2 separate regions of the Cricetulus griseus genome follow, and region 2 is linked to region 1. A link is a contact called in public Hi-C data. All regions are on one chromosome and are shown on one strand. The core of a region is the stretch at or near the end of the contact, and the rest is flanking DNA. Distances in the headings are between cores, read along the strand shown.

Region 1 (5,282 bases), core at 1,250-3,749:
GGAAATTATCTAAACCAAGGGTCCTAGCTTGAGCACTGCTTTGTCTACATGTATGCATGAGCATCATGTATGTTCGTGCCCACTGAGACCAGAAGAGGGTATCAGAAGAGTCACAGACGGTTCAGAGCCATCATGTAGTTGCTGGAAACTGAACCAATCCTTACGAAAGGGAAGTAAATGCTCTTAACTTCTGAGCCACGCCTCCAGCTCCACATAGTAGATTTTCAATAGCATCTACCACCTTACTTCTTGAGGGAGAAAATGCTTGGAAGACTAACTCGGCCCTGGCACGGTAAGCTGGCTCTCCATAGTAACTTCACAGGCAAGGCCCAGGGGAGCCTTCTAGCTCTTGAAAATGATAGAGTTAGTGCTTACTCTCATTTATCTTCATAGCAGCCCTGTAAGTGATGCTCTAGTATTATTCTGGTATTACAGAGTAAATAAACAAGAACACAGATCTTGGGGTAATTCAGCCAGTGTCAAACAGCTAGCAAATGGCAGAGTTGGGCTTCAGACACAAACTGTTACTCAAAAGCCTGTGGGCTCCATGTGCACCTCCATGAAAAGCTATAAAGACAGCATCTAAACCATTAACATACAATGTGTATCTGCATGTGTATGCATGTATAAGTATGCATTTTATACATAAATGTGCATGAGACATTTTTGTATAAATATATGAGCTGAAAAAACAAAACAAAACAAACCTCTTCTAGACTAGGCTGACAAGAGTCCCACTAAAACTACTAGGGATTAGGCACTGCCTGTGGGACCCTTACATCCCCTGTTGTCTTGTTTGAACTTTTTTTTAAAAGTCATGGATGCATGCCCCCTATTTAGAAAGTACCCTTTTATTAAAAAGAGAAACCTGAGTGTTGTAGTAAGTATAACAATCTAAAATTTATTGACTCATTTAAAAAAAAATTGCTAAGTGGAGAAAAGAAACTCCATGCTACAGAGGCCTGAGACAGCTTGTGTGCAGGGAGCCGGCATGACAGAGAGCTGGGGAAGTGGCTTCCTTCAGTGCAGACTCAACTCAGGGCTGGTTCAATTGTCTTTTTAAGTCCCAAGAACATGGAAAGTGAAACCATCCTGCCTCCTTCCTCCATTTTCATTTTCAGACTAAAAACCCCATTCCTTCTAGGACAAGTGCCTCAATCAGTGAGAGAACGATGACCTCACTTCTCTCAACAGGCAGACCTAACATTTTACGAACACAAATGGGAGAATAAACCCACGAATCTTTTAACTGTCCTAGCAAAGGCCACTGCTCTAAGAATCTTCAAGCAATCTTTGCAAAGAAGCTGACTTCGATACTAAAAGTGTGTTTTGTAAATAATTTTGGGTTCTTGTATACAGAACCTACTTTCTGGAGTCATTCTGAATGCCGTCTAGGTATCTGGAGATGGTTGGGTAAAAGACCAGGGACCCTTCAGTAGAAGAAATCAACCAAAGGGAAGAAGGAGTTCTGTTCAAGCTTGACCCAGCCTAGAAGACGTGGGCATTGGAAGGGTCACTTAGAGAGAGCCATGCCCCTTCAGATTTAAGTCAAATCATCCAGTAAAAGGGAGCTTCAAACCCAAGCAAGGTAAGATGCCAGAGGCCCTTCTTTGACATCTTTATCCTTCATGCATCCTGAATCAAGGAGGCTTCAACAACTTGAGGACTGTACAGACCTGCAAACCTCCTCAGGATGACCTGGGACAGTAGGATTACAGTGTAACATGTTTTGGGGTGTTCTGGGAGCAGTGGGGTAAGCACTAGCAGATAAAGGCAGCTCTGTTACACAAAGACTAACAGTCTAACCAGGAAGATACCCAGGAGGTCACTAGGGAGAAAGCAGGGGACACTGGGCTTGAGAGGAAAGCAGCAGAGCTTGATGGCACTCGAAGATATTTCTGTTCTTTACCCACGCTCCCCGTGGGACCCCTAAGAAACAAGTGCACAAAATCTGTAGGTGAACAAACCATTTGGAAGCAGCAGGTCCTGACGAGATCCAGGAAGCACAAGCACCATGCCACAGACGTTATTACTGCCTGTGTAAGCCCTGGTTGTGGCTTGGGGGGGCTTTGTATGGTCTAAAGAAACTCAGGTCAGAACATCTGAGGTTCTTACAAGCATAAAAAAGTCGGATACTAAATGCTAACCTCTTTCTTAGTAGTGTGTGTGTGTGTGTGTGTGTGTGTGTGTGTGTGTGTGTAAATCACGTCAGTTTTAGATTCTTCTTTTTCTCCTGTGCATTTCAGCTTTTCTTTTTTCTTCAAGACATGCTAAAGTGCTGAGTCACTTAAAAAAAAAAAAAGAAGAAGAAGAAAGTAAAGAGTGATCATGCTTCTTAGGGCTAGCCTCAAGGATGACTTAAGCACACTTTTGCCCCCCCCCCACCCCAGTCGTGATTCTTTCGATGCTAAACGACGTCACATTGTGCAATCTTAATAAGGTTTCCAATCAGCCCCACCCACTCTGGCCCCACCCCCACCCTCCAACAAAGATTTTTATCAAATGTGGGATTTTCCCATGAGTCTCAAAATTAGAGAGTCGACTCCCAATAAATATGAGACTGGGGATGTCTGTAGCTCATTCTGCTCTCGAGCCCACCAGGAACGAAAGACAACTTCATCTGCCCTCCAGGAACAGCTATGAAGTTCCTCTCCGCAAGTAAGTGAAGGCAATTCCTCGCCCTCTGGTGGAGCTGTTGAGGCTGTGTGAGAGAGCACTGTGTGGCCGAGAGCGAGCGAAGGCTGTGGGCTGGCCAGCAGCCAGCAGCAGGCGCCCAGCTGTGCTCTCTGCTCACTTGCCGCTTTTCCTTCCCTCCACACAGGAGACTTCCATCCACTTGCCTTCTTGGGACTCATGCTGGCGGTGGCCACTGCCCTCCCTACCTCACAAGTTCGGAGAGGAGACTTCACAGAAGACACCACTCCCAACAGACCAGTATATACTACTTCACAACAAGTCGGAGGTTTGGTTACACATGTGCTCAGGGAAATCTTCGAATTGAGAAAAGAGGTGGGTAGGCTGAGAAAGGCATGAAGGCCCAGAGTGGGCGTTCATTCATTCTCTTTGCTCCTGAGCTGGGAACTCTCTGCTGGGTTCTAGGGCACTTAGGATTTGAGGCTAAAGATCAGACTACACTGTGCTCTCTATCTTTATCTTTTGCTGGTCTCAGAGGGTTCATTCACAGTCTGGAAAATACAGAATGTGGCTGAATTTCTAGAAAATTCACAGTGGGCCATTCTCAGCTCCACATTCAGCGGTTGCTTCTTGGGTAGGGAGTCCTTTTTCCTTACCAAAGAGTAAGGTCTCTGCCTTTATTTGTCCCTTGAACTCTGGGAGGACTGGAAAAGTGCCACTTCAGCTGAATGAATCTTCAGTTGCTTGGGGCAGTTGTAGCACTTTTTGGTTGAATGTAAACGGTGTAATCAGTACTCTCTAGGGCCGACCCAGATAAGATGCAGATACAGAGCCCAACAAAGTGCTAACATAAAAACTAGATTAGACTGGGCATGGCGGCCCACGCCTCTAACCCCAGAATTCAGGAGACAGAGGAAGGAAGATCTCTGTGACTTAGAGGCTAGCCTGATCTACATATCTAGTTCCAGGACAGCAAGGACTATATTGAGAAACCTTGTCTCAAAAAACCAAAACCAACAAGACCTACCTAGATTAAAGTATCTCCCATCTTTAAATGCAAAGTATTTTGACTCAGCTTGACAGAAAGAAAAAAAAACCACAAGAGCCCAGATTCTAGGTCTGGGTGTGTAGAACCAACTTTGTAATCTCGGGGGAACTCCTTACTATTTGGGACTCTTATCTGCAAAATTATGGAGTTACAGATGATGGCAAGGCGCTTCCAGATGGAATATTCTTCGACTTAAATTTATTTGCCCCAATTATCATCAAAATTTCTTGTCATTTACTAAATTCCTACTATGTGCCAGGCAACTTACATCATTGAATTCTTGAAACAAATGTATAAAGGGGGACTTTAATAATTCTTTACCTGGAGATAGGCAACAGACTCGGGAGAGTAACAAGCCTGAAGCCACAGGAGAGCCTGGGAGGGAGGGAGCCTTGGATGTCTTTCTATTAGATTGCTTGGTTGGGTGCCAAGAAGGTGTAGCTTCCTTTTTCTTAGTATCTGCTGGCTGTGGGGAGCATGAACTGGCCCTCTAGTGGTGTTGGTTTTAGGAGTGCTTAAATGAGCTTTCTGGTACTCTTTTGCAGTTGTGTAATAACAATCCTGATTGTATGAACTATGATGATGCATTGTTAGAAAACAATCTGGAACTTCCGGTGATACAAAGAAATGATGGCTGCTACCAAACTGGATACAATTGGGTAGGCATTTGTCACAATTCTTCAGCCAAAGTTCTCCTGCATGTGTTTAGTTCCAGTCAGGCAACAAAGATAGGGAAATGGATACAAGGAATATTATGAGGAAAGAAACTTACAGCTTTTTAAGAAGCAGGTTCTCACAGAACAGGTGAAGTCCCACTATGTTAGGATTCTCACATCTGTTAGGTGTTAGAAATCATAGCAAGCTTAGCTAGTTCATCTCAAGTACAGTGGTTCAGAGACCATTCTCTTCTCTGGCTGCCCCTGGAAGGATCCAAGCCCACTGTCCTTACTGAGAACACCCTCCACACCCCTCTCCCTCCAGCCAGTGAGATAACCTGCATGGATTCTCGTTATTCCTTAAAAGCAGGTCCCGGGCTAGCCCAGACAAGAGCAAGAGTACAGGAAGGGTACTGGAGGCAGAGGCAAGGGGTTCAGAAGAGGACCCCCACTGCCACACTCTTGGTCTTTGGGAAAACTATGAAGTTTTTTAGACTGGGTAGTCTGTAGTTGTCCAGATATTTAAGGGATGTCAGCTGATGCTGCCTGGTGTCTAATTCTCTAGAGGGGCAAAGGAGAAGATGCGGAACAGCAGGAATCTTATTCTCAGATTGAGTCTGTCTCCTAGAGAGAACTAATTTCCCCTCCTACTCTACTCATAGGAAATTTGCCTACTGAAAATCACCTCTGGTCTTCTGGACTACCAGATCTACTTGGAGTTTGTGACCAACAATGTACAAGATAACAAGAAAGACAAAGCAAGAGTCATTCAGAGCACCACCAAAACCCTAAGTCAGATCTTCAAACAAGAGGTGAGTACTTCCCTGTCTCTCATGCAGTGTAGGGAAGGGCTGAGGGAACACACCCACCAGGCAATTCAGGGCTGCAGCACTGCTTCTGCAGACAGCCTTAGAAAAGGGAGGGTCTGAGCAACTATTCTTGTT
Region 2 (5,282 bases), core at 1,201-3,700, 170 kb before region 1:
TTTTGTTGGTGTTCTTGACACAGGATCTTGTATGTTGTTCAGGCTGGCCTTGCACTCAAATTTCTCCTGCCTCCACCTCGATAGTGCTGGGATTAAGGTCAACTTAATCTGTGGTGTTCTCATTTAGTCTGCTCATTTTATTGCTTGTCTCACTCTCAAGAACACAACCTCTCTGATAACAAGAATAGTTTTTCTGTTCTATTCATAGAGTATCTCAAATGTCTAGGGAGGTTTCTAGGCAGGGAGTGGAGTGGGCACTTATCCGGTATTTGTTTATTAAAATAAAATAATAAGCACTACCCACCTCTTTGAATTTAAATCCTAATAAGTTGAATTTAAATCCTAATAAGAGACATAACCATCCCAGGATTCCTACTGGAATTACACTGCTACCACCCTGCTGACACTTCCCAGACACACTAAAGCCATCTCTGCCATGGAGGTGCAAAGATTTCGAGTCTGCCTTTCAAGTGCCCAGTTCACCACTCCAGGCCTACCCTGACAACCTGTATAAGCCAAAAGCCACACACCCACTGACAAGATAAGACAGCCCCGTGAGCCCCAGGCACTGGCACACATGTCCACTGTCTCCCTTGACTCAGGGCTGTGACTTGCCTCGGTTCTCACTCATGTCACTACATTCTGAGCAAGTTTTCTTGTTTTTGTTTCTCACACTGATGTCTGGTTTTCAAACTGCTTGAGTTTGAATCTTGGACCCATCACAAGGGGTTTTTTGTTTGTTTGTTTGTTTGTTTTGTTTTAATGGTTTTCCAAGACAGGGTTTTTCTATGTAACAGTCCTGACTATCTTGGAACTCACTTTGTAGACCAGGCTGGCCTGGAACTCAGAGATCCACCTGCCTCTGCCTCCTAAGTGTTGGGATTAAAGGCGGCGCCACCCCCACCTGGCCCATTATGAGTTTATTGCTACCTCTGTCCCTGGGCTTCTTTCTCTAGCCAGTGAAGATTGTGGCTAGAGCATGAAGACCACATGACTGTGTGAAGTTGACAGCTGGTACATGGGATAGTGAAAGGCAGAGGAAAGTGCCCAGGAAATAGCAGACATCATTATTAGCACTTTATTTTCACTGCCAATTTTAAACATATTATCTTATTTGGCTCTGTGTCTCACATAGCAATGGGGCGTACAAGTGTGTTCAGCCTTTTGACATTGCAATATGCTGTCGTCATCTACAAAGTTCACATTTGGAAACAACACAATTGAGTTATTTAAAAAAGTAAAAAAACTGCGGGGTGGTTGTGGAGTGCCCCTTTAATCCAGCACTTGGGAGGCAGAGGCAGGTGGATCTCTGTGAGTTCAAGGCCAGCCTTGTCAACAGAGTGAGTTCCAGTACAGCCAGGACTACTCAGAGAAACCCTGTCTCGAAAAACCCAAAACAAACAAACAAACAACCCCCCAACAAGAAAACACAAAACAAAAACAAAACAAAAAACCACTTGTAATGTTTTAAGGTTATGAATTTTGTGTTGAGCCACCTTCTTAGCTAACCTGTGGTACATGGCGCCCATGGGCTATGGATCGTATAAGCCTGGTAGTAATCCACTTAGGCAAAGTGTGCTAGGCAGGCAAATGGGTGGAGAGATGAATGAGTAGACAGGCCTCTTTAGCAGAGGCCTGCATTGTCATTTCCATTCAGAAAGTACTCAGCATGCAACATGGTGGAGGAAGTGAGTTTGATGGCACACTGGACAATTTCTGCTTTTATTTCTCAGAAAAGATTTTGGAAGAAAATTTTAAAAAGGGAAAACCCTCCCCTAGATATCCCTGAGAGCTGTGGTGGTATTTAAAATGCTTGTGTGTGTGTGTGTGTGTGTGTGTGTGTGTGTGTGTGTGTGTGTGTGTGCACGTGCATGCGTGCGTGCGTGAGCACTTGTGCAATATCTATCTATCTATCTATCTATCTATCTATGTATTCATTTTTGTCTTTTGAGACAGCCCTGGGTGTCCTAGAACTCACTCTGTAGATCAGGCTGGTCTTGAACTCACAGAGATCTGCCTGCCTCTGCCTCCTGAGTGCTGGGATTAAATGTGAGCACCACTACACCTGACTATGCTTGGGCAATTTCTAAAATCTTTTTGTGGGTCTCAGTGCTCCAGCGCAGGGGCTAAGGTAGGACCTATCAAGGAGTAAGCCAGTTCCTGCAAACTGCAGTATTCAGGGCTCCTGGAAAGCGCTCATTCAATCTAAAGCCACATGCCAAGTATGGCTGGCAAGTACTTCATGTATGTGTGTGAGAGTTTGTCATGGAGCTGTGTGCTTGGCTTTGTGACACAAAGTACCTGCATGCCTCCTCCTCCCCTCTCTCTGTGCTCAGGCTTTAACTGAAGCTTCTCTTCCCTCTTGCTGTGACCCCAGGGCAGTCTGAAGAAGTTCCTGTTTCTGTGACCAGAGCTGCATTTGTCATGTTTGAGGTATTTCTCTAAAACTATGCAAGCAAGATTAGACAAGTCGTTTCTCCTAGGAGATTTGGGGGTAAACACTGAGCACTTTCTAGCAGCTTCCTTTCTCTGCCCCTTTCTCCCCAACACTTTCTCAATCTATAAAGACAGCCGAGACAGGAAGAGATGTTGAATATGATGAATTGAGCAGCTCATCACAGACAGCCTCCGTCTTTGTGCTTGCCCAATGCAATTTCAAGCTTTTGCTTTAGTTGGCTTAATTCAGAAAGCACTCAGCAATTTATCATGCCTGACCTTCTGTGAGGTCTGTGCTGTAGTCATTAAAAAAAAAAAAACAAAACCTCATTACAATTAATATAACTATCACACATTTTTAATTGATTGACCCCTTAACACACACACACACACACACACACACACACACACACACACACTATTATGACTGACTGATAATCTTTATAAAAGACAGTGATTGAGAAAGATGGAGACAATAAAAACTGAACTCTTGCCTTTCCATGTGAAAACTGGAAACTGCCCTGCATTACCTGCTGAGCAGTTAGAACAGTACCAGCCAAGCAACTGTGTTGGCTCACCTTGTGTAAACTTTAAAAAGTCAGCTTCAGAGTCCCCAAACTAGTAAAGTGCTTTCCAGGCAAGCGTGAGGACTGGAGTTCAAATCACCAGAAGCTGCACAGAGCTGAAGGGGTGTAACAGCACCCCACCCCCTGTAACCACAGCAGGAGGGGCATGGATCCCTGGAGTAAGCTGTTTAACTAGTTTAGTCCAGAGCATAAGGTCTGGTTTCAGTGAGAGACCTAGCCTCATCATGTAAAGAGCAATGGGGAAGCACGAAGGCCTCTATATTCCCTGAACAGGTGCATGTCCACAAGCACAGGCATGTCCCCCAAGCAACACACACACACACACACACACACACACACACACACACACACACTATACAAAAAAGTTCTCAAACTTAATAATTGGAACTGGAAAACCAAAAATGTACAAGGGGGAGGATTCTACATTGGGGAAAATCCCCACATTTCCCTATTGCATCCTATACATGAAAAGGGACCAGAGCAAAGCATGACTGTCCTGCTCTTGCCCCAGCAACCATCCAGGATCCACCCTCTGGTCTCCATCATAGTAAATGAGTGAAAAATCTATGTCAGGGCAGGAGTGGCTAAAGTTGCCATATGTACCTTCGTGTGTGCACACACACTGGATGATTTGCCCTTTAAGAATCAGCTTTAAAATATCATTTGGAACAGGAGTTGTAGGAGAAGAGGGTAGGAAAGTATCAGGGATTTGGTCAGTCTTTTTTTTTATTTTAAGATTTATTTATCTATTATGTGTAGTGTTCTGCCTGCATGTCTGCCTGCAGGCCAGAAGAGGGCACCAGATCTCATTACAGATGGTTGTGAGCCACCTTGTGGTTGCTGGGAATTGAACTCAGGGATTTGGTCAGTCTTGTTTTCTATAAGTCTCAATTTTAAGAAGTGCACTCAGTTAACCTGTTGTTGACCCTGAAATGGCATTTTAACAAATGAAACAGAGCATTTAACCAAAATAACAACTAAATGTGGTGGCAGGGAATATAATACTAGGGAGAGGAAATTCAAACAAGTTGGAGCTTCAGCAATAATTCATAATGTTCTGATATTGCCATTTTGTGGGTAGTTGTTGACATCTTAACATTCACAGCATTTTTTAAATTACTCCTAACAAAACACTGAACTTTAAACATTTTAAAAAAGATTTATTTAATGTATTTGAGTGCTCTATTTGCATGTCTGACTTTCTGCCAGAAGAGGGCACCAGATCTCACTAGAGATTGTTGGGAGCCACCATGTGGTTGCTGGGAATTGAACTCAGGACCTCCTGAAGAGCAGTCAGTGTTCTTAATGGCTGAACCATCTCTCCAGCCCTTTAAACTTCTTTTTCACACCATTAGAGACATGTGAAGGATTTACTTAAGCCATTTTCCATGTCCTTTCATAGGTTTTCCTGGTCCCAAATCCCCAGCTCCACTCTTGGCCCTCACCCCTTCTACGTTACATCACCCCTCCAAGTACTCATGTTAAAACTGCCTGCTGTCTGAGCGTCGTCGCCAACGGCCTGAGCAAGTCTGGTGACTGTGGACCAGAAAGGTGAGAGGAGACCAAAGGGAAGAGTCCACGGGATCTGCAGGAGTCGGTAACAGATGGAAGCAGTGACAGTGGTTACAGAGGACCTTGGATGGCAGTGATGAGAAGAACTGAAGATGCTGAGAGAGTGTGGCGGAGAGGGTGTGGCGGAGAGGGTGTGGCGGAGAGAGTGTGGCGGAGAGGGCGTGGTGGAGAGGGCGTGGCGGAGAGGGCGTGGCGGAGAGGGCGTGGCGGAGAGGGTGTGGCGGAGAGGGCGTGGGCTCAGGAGGAGAGAGGACAACTGTTAAGTCCAGGTCAGAAGCAACATCAAAGTCCTCAGAAAGGTCACAGTGTTGGTGATTAGACAGCACAGCGTATGTGGGTGGGCCAGATACACACGGGCATCAGGTTCCAGCCACCCTGAGAAGCACAGCAAGAAATCCCCAAGAATGAAAGTTATAGCTAGGGAATCAGTGAGTCTGGCCTTCGTGTGTTCCAGGCCACACTCCTCGCCCCGGCACCGGGCTTCCCCGTATTCCTACTGAAGATGCCTTAAGTCTTAGGTGGAGGAAGACTCATGAGGCAGCTGTCAGGGCTGTAACGGGGGTTGCTGCTAGACCCCATTTACCAAAGCAAAGGGCTCCTGAGATTTATTCCCCTGAGAGCCAGTTCTCGTCTCTGATGTTTTGGCTGTATTTGCAAACCTGAAGGAAAGTTTCCCAAGGCTACAAC

The links. A called contact is a pair of places that touch in the nucleus more often than the background predicts.
Region 2: a Hi-C map of fibroblasts shows a contact between it and region 1, with 3 times the contacts expected there. The contact joins the enhancer-like site here to the promoter of Il6 in region 1. A contact is called at or near these places in 3 of 8 Hi-C or Micro-C datasets (the CHL-YN cell line, the CHO-K1 cell line and fibroblasts).

Annotation. Positions count from the first base shown.
Region 1 is chr8:92,713,548-92,718,829 of CriGri-PICRH-1.0, reverse strand. Il6 (interleukin-6) reads left to right here and starts at 2,499. Exons shown (of 5, transcript XM_027429568.2): 1 at 2,499-2,658; 2 at 2,822-3,009; 3 at 4,228-4,341; 4 at 5,001-5,150. The coding sequence starts at 2,640.
Region 2 is chr8:92,878,544-92,883,825 of CriGri-PICRH-1.0, reverse strand. No RefSeq gene overlaps it. Among named protein-coding and RNA genes, the nearest start is that of Il6, 160 kb to the right of the region's middle. Within about 2 kb of position 2,450, at least 2 of the 6 cell types and tissues checked have open chromatin away from gene starts, as enhancers often do. A contact at or near this core is called in fibroblasts, where this site is marked.